2 separate regions of the Lathyrus oleraceus genome follow, and region 2 is linked to region 1. The links are chromatin contacts, called in public Hi-C maps. All regions are on one chromosome and are shown on one strand. Each heading gives the region's core, a stretch centred on a gene start, on an enhancer-like site or on the middle of the called end of the contact. The rest is flanking DNA. Distances are from core to core; before and after follow the strand shown.

Region 1 (2,700 bases), core at 185-2,684:
GGCTTCCCGCTGTTATTAAGGATAGGGTAAGTCCCTTGTACCTTTTCACCTGTATATATCTGCTCCACTGGAATCGCTACGACACCAATAAGTTGTGAACCAACCACATCACTATCCTTAACAACAAAATGCACTTCAGCAGCATTATGTGCAACAGGAACATAAAAGTGTTGCTCCCAAACAGGATTTTCACTATTGCTAATCACAAAAGTTCTACCAACTACAGCATTTAACAAAGAAATCGAAACATAAGGATCACTAGTAATCTTCCTACTCATTGTTCCCTCAATCTTATTACCCACATTACCAGGAAATTTGCCAAACATATCATCTAAAGTCTTATGAAACATATCCATATTAGGAAGATTCTTAGCTCCATGAATACATATATCTAAATTACCATGCAGGAGCAAAAATTTGAGAGACCCTTTATTCTGAACAGGAACAATCTGCAAACTCTGGTTATACACTGAGTCATCCGATGAAGCAGCTGAAAGTTTGGGTGAACCCCCCAAATCAGAGTAAGAATTTTCAAAACCTGAAAAGGAATGATGACTAGAATGGCCACAAAAGTCTTCTTGTCTCTCTTCGGTTGAAACTGAATTGGAATGTGTAAATAATGGAGGTGTATTTGGTCTGTTATCAGATATCTGAGCATTGTTCATAAGATCACTCAAAGTAGGGTAAGCAGAACTCTGAGGAGAGTTTGGATCATCTTTAATTGGAAGGGCTTGGTAAGGATAGGGATAAGGGTAAGAGTAAGGGTAAGGATAAGGATAAGCATGAGATTGTTGAGGAGGAGGATACTGTGAAGGGTTTGATGGAGGAGGTGGTGGTGGATAGGAGTAGTTGTAGTTGAAGGGGTATGAAGAATTTGGTGGATATGGTGAATAAGGTGCAGCTGCAGGTGGAGGTTGATGTGGATCAGCAGGATCTTGAGATTGAGATGAAGGTGGAGGTGGATATGATGAATATGGAGATGGATAGGAATATGGAGGGTATCCATATGGGTTTGGATATCCATATGGATGTGGAGGACCATGATTATCCATGAATCAAACCTCAAAATTGAATGATGATTATGCAGAAGAACAATTCAAAATTTGATCTTTATTGCATATGCATACAAGGGTCATGGAGGATCCTATTAAAGATTTGACCTTTGATGCATATGCACAAAAGGGTAATCGAAGGTACCCTGAAACGGATCAATGGTGGGTAAAAACTGAACCTAGCTGAAACTGAAAGGGGGGATTTTATGAGGTAAAAGAGGGAAAGTTAATGGATTTTGAAGATTTTGCGATTTGGAAGATTTGAAAGAGAAGAAAGTTTATGGAGTTTCTCTGGTTTTTCTCATGCACACCAGGTCAGCTTGGTCCCACCATTGACGATGTGTACAAAGCTCACACGCGGCATACGGCTCTTACAGGTTGAAGGGGAAGAAATGTTACTTTTTTAATAACATATATAGCTTATATTTATTAAATTCATTGAATAATATTTTTGATCTAGATTAAATATATTAATTATTTAATAAATTAAAAAATAAAAAGATTAAAGGTCTTATAACTTAGATATTAAGATATCTTTAAAAAAAATTGAGATGGTATAGTTTAGCTATTAAGATGTGTTTATTTGATGGTTTTACAATTTGTTTTTTTAATCAATTATTATAGAGAATGTTATTTCTATAAGTTTATTTGATAGATTTTTAGATATTCTATATCCATTTTTTTAGCTAAATTATTTAATTTATAAATATAAAATTAAAATAATATATTATTTTCCATTTTTATATAAAATATATTACACCCCCCTTTCTCGAACTCATATTAAATGTTTGTTAAAATAGTTTTTTTTAATGTAAGATCTTTTCTTTATCACATCAAATTTTTAATTATTATTTATTTATTTTTATAACTATGATTAGGGATGAAAATAGATTAGGCTATGTTAGATTTTAGAAGGTCTGAGTCTGACCTACGATAAATTTATAAAATCTGAGACTGACCTACGATAAATTTACAAAGCACGGGTTTGTCTTATGACCTACTATAAACTCTTTTTTTGGTATGGTCTTGCCTTTTTAAAGTCTGGTATGACCTGAAAGACTATTTAAAAACCTATTTTTTATTAAGGTTTTCAATTAATTCATATTAGTTAAGAAGTCTTATACGTCAGTCATCGATTAAATCTAAATTAAAGACAATGATTTGAAGTAAGTTAAAAATAAAATTGAACCTCTCTCTCTCTCTCTCTCTCTCTCTCTCTCTCTCTCTCTCTCTCTCTCTCTCTCTCTCTCTCTCTCTCTCTCTCTCTCTCTCTCTCTCTATATATATATATATATATATATATATATATATATATATATATATATATATATATATATATATATATATATATATATATATATATATATATATATATATATATATATCTTTGATTAGTGGTTAGATAAGCAATGTACATATAAATACAAAGGTAAAACGCCAACAAAGAGGTGTTTGATGATCCTTACAAAAGGAAAATCCAAAGATAAGAGGGATATGACAAAGATGTGATCTTGTTTGTATGCAAGGATATAAATGACATATGGGATCTTAGGATTAAAAATTATGGTATGACAGATGCCCCTATTTAAGTTTCTTCAATTCGGAGATATGAAGATTGAAATCTTCGTCTCAACGAGATTGAAGAGAT
Region 2 (2,700 bases), core at 131-2,630, 430 kb before region 1:
ATAATACTAATTTATGATTAATGTAATATTATATAAATGATTATTTTTAAATATAAATTCCATAAATTTAATCTTAATTAACTAATCAATGAATGAAATTAAATCTAATTATTGTAATTTGACTATTAATTGGCTAATCAAAGTATTTAATTAAGAAAAAATGTACTCTAGGTTCTTGTCATTTTTTTAAAACTTTTTATCTATACTAAAAAAAACTAATCATTATTGTTACTTTTCAAATAATAATTCTTCTTTTACCTATAATATCCTTAATTATTTATTATATCCATTTTACTTTTTCTCTCTATATATAATAATTATCTAGAGTTAATTTTGACAAAAATGCGGTTAAAACTTCCTTAAACTTTACAAGTGACAATTAAAAAGGAACAATTTTTTTTTAATAGAAATGAAATTTTTGATAAGAATATAAAGATAATTAATATAAAATAGAGTAAATTTGATATTAATATGATTATTTGAATATCCACTCCACATATATTAAAAAAACATTCTAAAAATATATCATAAATTTTACATTTAAATTTAATATGATAAATATTATACTATAAATATTTCGAACTATATCTAGATTAAAATAAAATATATTGAAAAATCATTATAAAATTAAAATACAAATAATATAAATTTCATTTTTAAAATATATTTTAAAAATACATCTATCAAACAAGTTTTTTCATTTTCTCATCTCTAAAACAGTTTTTAAAAATAAGATTGTCAAATAGATTTTATTTTATTTTATTCTTTAAAACAATTTTTTAAAATTGATTTCAAAAATAATTTTTAAAAACTAAAAACAAAAAGCCATTCAAACAAGCCTTAGGGCCTGTTTCCTATTTTAAAAATTAATTATCTCTTTAGAATACCAATGTCCTCTTTCCTATTTTTATCTCTCTCAAATTAATTATCTCTTTAAAATACCAATGTGATATTTATTATTTCTTTTTATTTATTTATCCTATTTTATTATATTTTAAATCATGTAATTACTCAACTAGTTATTATTAATAAAATTATTTGAATAAATAATATTCGTTTTATCATTGAAATTAACATAACTAAGTATTATCTTAAAAAATATAAAAATCTAAAAAAATATATATTTTATTGAGAGAGAAGGGGGGAGTAATAAATATTTTTTATATTCTATAGATCTATTAATTATGAAATTTTGTAATGGTTAGAACTCACTGTTAAAAGGTCCAATTAAATGAAAACTCTACACATTTACACATAGGTAATTTAACACCTTTAATTTAGATTAAACATCTCAAATCACTCCTTCCCAAAATTAATTTAGATCAAATAATCAAAATCCACAATGAAATCACACAATTACTACATGAATCTCTTTTCCTATGCATAAGTTGATTTTTTCTTAGTTCAAAAAAAAAAGTTCATATTTTCTTAATTGCACAGTCTCAAAAGCCATCACCGAATCATAACCGTCCATTCTTTAAGATATCAATCACCTCTCATCGAAACGGTGCATGAGCTATAGAACCTTGCACAGATCAACGGTTAGAAACAGATCCTCGTTAGGTTTCATTCTGTCGGTTCCGTGTTTTTCTGATTGAAACCCATCTTCAATTCACGCATCTTGTTCAACTGGATCGATTCCAGAACCTTCCGAGTTTGAATTCGAGAGTGATTTTGTTTCTTAGTCTATGATTTTGTTGTTTTTGTAGTTTTTGAAGCTATGGAGGCTTATAAGAGATGGGTGAGACAGAACAAAGAGTACGTGCACTCTTTAGAATCTTTGGCCAATGTAAGTTTGTGTTTTGGATTAACAGTTTTACGGTATTGTAGTCAATTGTTTAGAATGGTCATGATTTTGTGCTGTTATCCATTACAATGACATGTAGATAGATACATGTAGTAATTTGAGAAAATAGAAGTGATTGAATGTATCCACATGTTTCGGCGTCGAATCGGTATCCGATGCAGCTTTAATATGAAGTGTTGGTGCTATATAGGTAGTTTATACTTGTTGCAATATCTATGACTGGTGAAGGGTAACCCGAATATTAGAGGAGAATGGTGATTCTGATATGGATTTTGTTGTTTGTTAGTTTTGGCTATGCTATGATTCTTTTGATGATAATTGTAATATTGCGATTTCCTTCATAAAATCGTACAAATTGGTGTTTTGCAGTAAACATATATTCATAAGATAGCACTGAAAAATGCAATCTTAAAACAAATTTAACAACCATTTTTGTGATTGTGATTGTCATCTCTGTAACACGGCAGTTTTATTCGAAGTCATCTCAGGTGTCTCTTAGACTGACTTGACATCTACATATATGATTACCTACATTATGTATTATTTGGGGTGGTTAAGAATCAACACGAGAATAAACTAAGTGTAATAAAGATGAGGATATTGCGTTGGATGTGTGGTAAGATTAGACAAAATATGATTAGAAATGAAAATATTAGAGTGTCAGGGTAGCATTTATAGTAGAGAAGATCGTGGAAAATAGACTTAGGTGATTTGGACATGTAGAGAGAAGACCTGTAGATTTTCTGATAAGGAAAGTAGATAAGATGGAGAGAAGTCAAACAATTAGAGGAAGAGGAAGACTTAGAAAGACTATAGGAGAAATTATTAAGAAAGATCTTGAGATTAACAATTTGGATAGAAGCATGGTCCTTGATAGAACATTATGGTAGAAG

The links. A called contact is a pair of places that touch in the nucleus more often than the background predicts.
Region 2: a contact with region 1 is called in a Hi-C map of leaf, with 10 times the contacts expected there. The contact joins the promoter of LOC127075854 here to the promoter of LOC127075852 in region 1. A contact is called at or near these places in 2 of 2 Hi-C or Micro-C datasets (both in leaf).

The regions. Positions count from the first base shown.
Region 1 is chr4:427,628,031-427,630,730 of CAAS_Psat_ZW6_1.0, reverse strand. It overlaps LOC127075852 (phospholipase D gamma 1), which reads right to left and starts at 1,434. Exons shown (of 10, transcript XM_051017345.1): 1 at 1-1,434. The coding sequence starts at 1,052.
Region 2 is chr4:428,053,127-428,055,826 of CAAS_Psat_ZW6_1.0, reverse strand. LOC127075854 (peroxisome biogenesis protein 16) reads left to right here and starts at 1,380. Exons shown (of 8, transcript XM_051017348.1): 1 at 1,380-1,789. The coding sequence starts at 1,721.